3 separate regions of the Mus musculus genome follow, and all the other regions are linked to region 1. A link is a contact called in public Hi-C data. All regions are on one chromosome and are shown on one strand. The core of a region is the stretch at or near the end of the contact, and the rest is flanking DNA. Distances in the headings are between cores, read along the strand shown. Region 1 overlaps Gm31641 (predicted gene, 31641). Region 2 overlaps Kcnj6 (potassium inwardly-rectifying channel, subfamily J, member 6). Region 3 overlaps Kcnj6 (potassium inwardly-rectifying channel, subfamily J, member 6).

What was found. A called contact is a pair of places that touch in the nucleus more often than the background predicts.
Region 2: a Hi-C map of cerebellum shows a contact between it and region 1, with 2.4 times the contacts expected there. The contact joins two enhancer-like sites. A contact is called at or near these places in 18 of 484 Hi-C or Micro-C datasets (the AtT-20 cell line, cardiomyocytes, cerebellar granule neurons and 12 more) and 1 of 115 datasets of contacts at active chromatin or transcription factors (astrocytes).
Region 3: a Hi-C map of cerebellum shows a contact between it and region 1, with 1.6 times the contacts expected there. The contact joins two enhancer-like sites. A contact is called at or near these places in 3 of 484 Hi-C or Micro-C datasets (cerebellum and embryonic stem cells) and 1 of 9 other capture datasets (embryonic stem cells).

The regions. Positions count from the first base shown.
Region 1 is chr16:95,201,374-95,203,997 of GRCm38.p6, forward strand. The region is part of intron 3 of Gm31641 (predicted gene, 31641); the gene reads right to left. Among named protein-coding and RNA genes, the nearest start is that of Gm31754, 38 kb to the right of the region's middle. Within about 2 kb of position 1,303, at least 7 of the 459 cell types and tissues checked have an H3K27ac peak or open chromatin away from gene starts, as enhancers often do. A contact at or near this core is called in cerebellum, where this site is marked.
Region 2 is chr16:94,788,877-94,791,500 of GRCm38.p6, forward strand. All of the region lies in intron 3 of Kcnj6 (potassium inwardly-rectifying channel, subfamily J, member 6), which reads right to left. Among named protein-coding and RNA genes, the nearest start is that of Gm41507, 65 kb to the left of the region's middle. Within about 2 kb of position 1,340, at least 10 of the 459 cell types and tissues checked have an H3K27ac peak or open chromatin away from gene starts, as enhancers often do. A contact at or near this core is called in cerebellum, where this site is marked.
Region 3 is chr16:94,883,983-94,886,606 of GRCm38.p6, forward strand. All of the region lies in intron 2 of Kcnj6 (potassium inwardly-rectifying channel, subfamily J, member 6), which reads right to left. Among named protein-coding and RNA genes, the nearest start is that of Kcnj6, 110 kb to the right of the region's middle. Within about 2 kb of position 1,294, at least 17 of the 459 cell types and tissues checked have an H3K27ac peak or open chromatin away from gene starts, as enhancers often do. A contact at or near this core is called in cerebellum, where this site is marked.

The DNA of each region.
Region 1 (2,624 bases), core at 53-2,552:
CATTTCAGAAACAAAGCCCAAATATGGTCTTACCAACCTGTTGCTGATGGGAGATCAATAAGAAAACTCACAATCTCTGAGGGAGGTACCAACCATCATGACATAGAGAGGTCTGGGCCTGGGTCCTGCTTCCTATGAGTTCTTGTGGTTAGATGATGACAACAGAAACATAAATTTAAATTTGATTATTTGAGAATGTCTGAATTTATTCTCAAGTGACTTGCTTACTGCAAAGTAACAATTCTTTTTAGACAAAGTGCTCTGCTCCACCCCAAGCCGTCACCCTCAGGAAGCCATACAACTGTTACATATATGGGAAGCCCCTGCCTATGCTGGACTCCGATTCCCTTTATATACACAACAGGCAATGAAACCAAAATGATAGATGAGTAGGGAGAATCCTAGACCTCCCTGTCCTTAGAGCCCAAGATTTGATGGCAAGCACTTTCATTGGGTGTCTTAGTTAGGGTTTTACTGCTGTGAACAGACACCATGACCAAAGCAACTCTTATAAAGGACAACATTTAATTGGGGCTGGATTACATGTTCAGAAGTTCAGTCCATTATCATCAAGGTAGGAGCATGGCAGCATCCAGGCAGGCATGGTGCAGAAGGAGCTGAGAGTTCTACATCTTCATCTGAAGGCTGCTAGTGGAATACTGGCTTCTGGGAAGCTAGGATGAGGATCGTAAAGCCCACATCCACAGTGATACACCTACTCCAACAGAGCCACACCTCCTAATAGTGCCACTCCACGAGCCAAGCATATACAAAACCATCACATTGGGGCACCATTACCAGAAGCCTGTGTCTCTCTTTGCTGTGCTGTGCTATCTTACCCTTCTCCCTCGAATCAACAAAGGTGGCATGTGCCTTGTCCTTGATGGTGACAGAGGGGCACAGTTGACCTCCATCAGTTCTGGAATCATCCAGATTGACTCTGACTGGGCCTTGGAGCTGGGAAGGGAAGGTTGGTGCTCTGGTCAGAGCTTCTGCCCCACCCTGAAGCCTTCTGTTTTTCTCCTTCCACACCATCTGTTTCTTACCTACTTAATGACTGTAGTCTGATTTCCATCTGGTCATCCTTCCCAAATCCAGGGGTGCAGAATACAACAAATGGTGATAAATGGAAAGAAAGGAGTAATAGACGTTTCAGCACTGATCATCTACAGATTTACCAACAATTATAAAGTTTGGCTCTCCTTCTAATTCATTTTCATGTGCGAGCCAACAGTGATCAGTCGTATTAAAGGCCAACATCGCTGCTATGTTTTTCTTGCCAAGTCAGCTGGAGACCAGATGGTTATACTGACTTCCCCTTGTGCCTCACTCCTCCCAGGAATGGGATATTCGAGGAAAAGTTCAACCTCTGGGCTTGCCTTGGGGAACTTTGGTTTTGTTTGAAACATCCATAGCTGTAAGCCTCTAAGTTATTGGCTGTTTCTCTCAGGAGAGTGATACAAGGTTATGTCTGAAGGTAAGTGCTCCTTGTAGACCAGACAATCTGTTCTGCTCTGTCCCTGTACCCTCCTGAAGGCAAGGTGGCCACCAGGTAGTATGTTTTCTCCTCTTCCAGATGAGATGACCTCCCTGGCTAATCAATATTTTTCTCATCTCCTGGGGGTTCATCAAGCCATGTGCCCTTACAAAAACACAAGGGTCCAGAGAGAAACCCATCCTGAAAGTGAACCCACATTCTGACATGTTCCAACTTCGAAGTGAAAATGACAGGTGAGATCCCTGTGCACCCCACCTGCTGTGCTGGCATCAGTGATGCTTGACTGCTTGAATCTGTTGCCAGGCAACAGCATGGGGGCAAGGTATGTTGGGGAAGTAACAACAGACCTCAGGCTCAAGACAGTGGGTTGATCTGGACAAGTCTGGAGACCTTGGCTGCTATGTGTGAAACACAACAGAAGGATCTGGCACAGGATAAGCGCAGTTTGCCAAGCACTGCGGGGCATCTATCTTACACCCCACTAACTGCTGTCTTGCTCCTGAAACATGCCATTTTCATAATTGCATCCTGTGTCAAGAAGATGCCATTACCTATGAATGCCCGCATGTGGTGAGCCCTAAGGATGGAGTCTCTGGCTAGTATTCAAAGTAGACATCAGCACCTCTCATTCCTTCTTGTTGTTGCTTATAGACAGCTCCTTCACTCCCACCACCCAGTGTCTCTGGGCTCTGGAGAGAAAGGGGTGTTAGCATCAGTAGCAGATATTTGCCATGCAAAGACTTAGTGTCCAGGTACAGCAGCCATATCCATCCTACAGATGAAGACAAGGAGCTCAAGAGGGGTGACCCTGGCTGAGGTTGCAGGCTAGTGCTCAGGACCAGGTCCTAAACCATGGCCTTCTGAGGTCTGCAACTGTGATCTCCATTAGAGTGGAAAGTGGGGTTCTCAGTTGTGAGTGGTTATGCATTTGACAGGGTCTCTTAGAAGATCTGGGACATTTTTGGTTGTCACTGTTTCTATGTCCTCGTTGGTAGGATCAGAGATGTCGCTGCATAGGATATCCTTACAGCCAGAAATGCCCTCTGTTGAGGTGGGAATCCCCAATGAAAAGAAAGCACAGCACGGTGCACACACAGAAACAGTGAGTCTGTCACCATCTACTGTC
Region 2 (2,624 bases), core at 90-2,589, 410 kb before region 1:
CAGGAGGTCCCAACCACACTGCTTCACCGGGGGCTCCTGCCAGTTTTCCGGGAATGCAGAATCTCGCCTTCACTGGCTGAGTCAGAGCCAGCGTTTCAGCTAGACTCACAGATGACTTGGGGGCTCTGTGCAGTTACTGAAGTGCTGTAGAGGACCACTTTGGGTCTGTAGTGTAGGGCAGTGACCCCTGGGCTAAGACTAAGAGAAAGCTCAGGAGCCCTTCCAGAAGGTTCTGGAACCACAAAGATCAAATGCTTACTTAGGTAAAGTGGTGCTGAGCTAGTGACAGAGTTCCTGCACTTTGTTCACTATGGAGCTCTGCAGCTAGACGCTGCCAGGCTGCTGTTATGTACTGTTGCATGAAGAATGAAAGTGGGCAGAAAGTCCTAATACCCTGTGAGGTTCCACAGAGAATCCAGGAGGGCATGGGGGTTGTATAGGGTACCCAGAAGCCAGGCTCAGTTTGTGGATGCTGGTACCTTGGCACAAGGGTATGCAAGACAGACTTTATTCACCTTTAAACTGTGCCCCAGGCCAGCATGTAGAAAGGGTAGTGAGTGAGCAAGGCCTGGGAGTTGGGTTGGTGAGTGACCCCAGCTTGTTGGGTCACGTTGCTGGCAAAACAATCCAAAAGTCTCTAGGGACAATCTTCAGAGTCTAGAGTTCATCTCCTTAGGACCTCCTGTGTTCTGGGATTTGTGGGGCACAGCCCTTGTCTAGCAAGAACCCTAGATTCATCTTCAGTGTTGCCTAAGAAAACCAACCAACCAATCAACTACCCCCCCCCCAAACCAAAAAACCAACCAACCAACCAACCAAACAAAAACCCCCAACTATACAAAAAAAAGTCACAGCAGGGATTCTAGGTGTTCGTGGAGGTGATTGCCCACTTTGGAAAGTCAGCTATTTGGGGACTTTTTTTGACAGTCACAACTGAGGGCAGGTGTTGCTGGGTTTAGAGGACAGAGTCGGGTATTTGTAAGCACCCCAGCATACAGAGGACACCCTAATAATAGGACAATACAGTCCCAAGGCTATTAGCGTTGAGCTCAAGGACGGGAGAGGAGGCTGCAGGCAGGCCCAGCAGCTTCCAACCCCTGCCTGCAGTGTGAAGGTCTGAGATCTTATTAGGAGTGAGCATGGATCTGGTCCCGGATGCCTGTAGGAACAGGGCTCTCAGCCAGGCTAACGCAGTGCTCAGCGGTCAGACTGACTAGGGGTAGAAACTGGTAATTGCTTCGAGTTCTTTTCCCAGATTTTAGGCATGCTATAGTGCCCTCTACCCTCCCAGCAGCAGTATAGCGCCCTCTACCCTCCCAGCAGTGGTATAGCGCCCTCTACCTTCCCAGCAATGGTATAGCACCCACCACCCTCCCAGCAGTGGACTTGGACTATTGCCTCTGGCCACAAAGACTGTTTCCTCCAGTGGCTCAGGATAAGCTCTAGTCACCTGCTGCAGTGTGAGAGTGGAGTCCAGTAAACGCAGTCCCGAGCTGGTGTTTTTCCACGGTGATAGCTCAGTTCTGGGCATGGAAGGTATCAGGCAGGTAAACCCTGCATCCCCAACAGAAGCAAGCTGGGTAAAAGGGTTGGTTTTCAGTTCTTTAGAGGAACAACAAGAAAACAACCCAAATAGGCTCAAAAGATCAAAATTCTGGGATTTGCCAATTATTCTTTTATTCCCCTTTCTCCCACTCCCTATCTTCTTCCTTTTTATATTTGTATTTAAATTTTAGGACTTCTCTTTAATATGAGTTTATCCTGATTAGCTATTTTTCATAATATTTCCCTTAGTAAATGGCTCCAAAATATATAGACAATATCATCTTTACTTGACTCCCATATACGCCTTCAGATTAGAACCTCTGCCTTTATCTTCCTGCTTCCCTACTTGCTGGCACGCATAATTACATTTATCCATGCAGCATTGCATCCACACATCTGTCCATTGCACCCACCCACTCACCATGTCTACTCAGCAAACTCTCCATTTACCCATTCACCTATCTACACATCCACCCACCCACCCATCTATCCATCTACCTATCTATCTGCCCATCCATCCATCCATCCACCCATCTATCAGCAAACACCTATAATGGCTGCTTTCAGCCCACAGAAATATTACCCAGACATATCTCCTTGGTGGACAATAGAATGAGCACAGATTATTAAGAGTAATTTGATTGTTGCATACAAAGTTCTAGGGGACCAAAGAGAAGGAATTGACTAACTTGAGGAAGGAGAGTGTCAAGAAAATGTTCAAGAAGCTAGAATTCTCAGGACAGCTGTGAAGGATAAGCATAGGGCAGGGCCCAGCAGTTCTCTAAGGGAACAGATCGTGGATGATGTAGGCTGGAGGTAATGTGGACAGGAAAGTCAGGACTGTATAGTGACAGGCCTGTGGGAGCATCAAGGGATTTTCTGTAAGCCTCTCACAAAAAACGGGGAGCTATTGATGTGTATTATGGGGGCTCTGTGGCTTCAAAGCAACACTGCACATTGTCTTAAATTCCTCTGGTAGGTTTGGAGATCTCTGCTCTGGCTCCCAGGTTTGTTTCACAATTCTTAGAAACACCCAGGGAGACTCCATGACAGGCTGTGGTGCCTGGCTTGCGGCTGGG
Region 3 (2,624 bases), core at 44-2,543, 320 kb before region 1:
CATTGTCTGGGGGCAGTAAGAAAAGAGCTGCTTCCTATGCAGAAACTGCCTGGTGCTATGTGTTCTCTTGTTAAAGTACAACCTGACCACAGTAAGGACATTGGAGCAGGTACTTAAGAAGCCTGCCAACCTCCTGCTGTCTTTGCGGGTAGAAGCAGCCTTCTGCTCCATCTGAGGCTTCTCCAACCTCGCCAGAGAGGCTGCACTGGTCCCTAGCATGCACTGCTGCCGCTTCTTCTTAGGATTTTCTTCCTCTGCCTCCTGACCCCCTGCTAAAGCCATGGCAAGGGTCAGGTGCCAAGTGTGCCCTGTGAGGGAGTAGCCCATATCTCAAAAGATGTGCATCCTTCACATCACAAGATAGCAGTCTGGGCAGTATGTGTTGGGATGGGTTTAGACGTCTTGCTTTGTTGCTGGTAAAATCTGTAGCTGTCATAAGCTAGGCTCGTTACATAGGCCAGTTATGCAGAAGCTCTGTGCCAGGTGCCCAACCCACAGAGGAAGGGCTATTATGGTCAGTAAGGCTAAGTGGGAGCTGCTGGAACTATCACCTATACACATGTCACATTCCTGGAGAGACTGCAGGGTTTGCTCCACCTGCAGGACTCGAAAGAGGCAGGAGTGGGCCTCCCCGACACATGCACCCTTCCGGTGCACATGTTTGGCTTGTCCTGTTGCAGCTGCTGTTCCAGATGTGACTTCAGCTTGTGCTCAGGAGCAGATTATTACCCATCCTGGTGGGCGGCCGATCTGGAATTGCTCTTCTCCAGCAGGCTGGGGCTCAGCCTGCTTCCTGCTAGCAAGGTCATCAATTCACCCTCACTAGCTGACCTTAGGATCACACCTGCTCCAGTGTTGCACACCGGCCTGCAGGACGGATGGGCAGACATCACCCTGCATGTCCGCAGGACATCCTGATTGGATGAGTTGAGCAAGAAGTAGCAGCTATTTTAGGCCTTGCATGACAGAGTATGGAAGAGAAGCCCCAACAGGCTTAAGGAAATACCTAGGGTTCTGGCGGTACAGTACAGGGCAGGCACCAAGCCATCCTTCCTGAGGTAAAGGACGAGTTGCTGTATAAGCTCCTCCTACAACCTCCTGAGACCAGTGCTCAGTGAGCCCTTGCAGACTTTAAAAGCAGTGCATTCCCATTTGGCTGGGCCACTCTGGGCCACCCAGCAATAAAGCTGGGAGCTCCAAGTGGGGACTAGAACAAGAAGGGCTCTGCAACAGGTCCAGGCTGTCACACAAGCTGCGCTGCCACTTGGGCATGTGAGCCAGCAGATCTAACCGTGTTGGCAGAGGCAGTGGCTCAGACTATCTGACGCTATTGGCAGCGTATGGAGCTGAGCAGAGCGGACCCTTACCATCTTCCTGCCATCTTTGGAGACCTCCTCTTTAGGAGGCGAGGGTTTGGTATATGTACCCAGTAGGGGGATTTCTGAATCATATGGTCGCCTGTTCTTAATTTTAAAGGAGCCTCCCTCCATACTGTGTCCTATAATAGCTGTGCTAATTTACATTCCTGCGGAATGAGGCTTTCTGAGGCTGCTTAGCTGCCTCAAGTCCTCTTCAGCACCGCTCTTCTGTCTTTTTCTGTAGCCACCATTGTAACAGGAGTGAGATGGTTCCTCCTTATGTTTCTGATTTGCATTTGTGTTGCTTGTGAGCGACCAGGTAGGCTTAGAATTTCATCAGCTTCTCCACCGCTTTGGTCTTTTTCCTTCTTTTAAATAACCAGTTTAGGTTTTTGCTGTTTTAAAAATAGTGTGTGTGTGTGTGTGTGTGTGTGTGTGTTCATGTACCTGTGTCTGTGTATGTATGTTCAAATACCTATATGTGTTCGTGTGTGTGTGTGTGTGTGTGTGTGTGTGAGCTCATATACTTGAGGCTAGAGGTTGGATGTCTTTCCCCCATCCCTGTCCTTGTTGCTGTTTCTGAGACAAGGTCTCTTACTGAACCCAGATAAGTTTGTGTCATGACGACTGGTCAGTGAGTTCCAGAAATCTGCCAGTCCTCATTGCCCAGAGCTGGAATTGTAGCATGAATCACCATGCCAGGATTTGATGTGGGCTCTGGGATCTGAACTCAGGTCCTTATATTTGTGTCGCAGGCACTTTAATAACTGGGCCATATCTCCAGGTTTAATCATCCTTTTTGCCCTCTTAGATATTCCAGATGTCAACCTTTTAGCAGATATATAATGCACACACACACCCCCACACACAGTGTTCTTCACTGTATTGGTTGTCTCTCTGCCTTTTAATTTACTGTAACCGTTTGTCTGTCGTAGGCTTTTTGCCATACTTGGGGGTCTTTCCTCGCTGTCTGAGATAACTTGGATGATCTGAATTCCTAAAAGCTGAAACTTCCCTGGGAGAAGCATCTCTGCTGCCGAGTGGAAGCCCCACCATGTGCTACAGTTCAGGCTGCTGTGATGTGTGCATCACTTGCCTGGCCAGACTCACAGCCTCCCTCACAGAGCCATGCCTGTAGCATGTCTCTCACTGTTGTCTCCATGAGCTCTGATCCTATCCTCTGACAGCTCTTGGCTAATACGCTCGATCTAACCTTCTCCTCGGAGGTGGGTGGAGTGTCTGCTCATTACTATTTGGCTCAAAGAG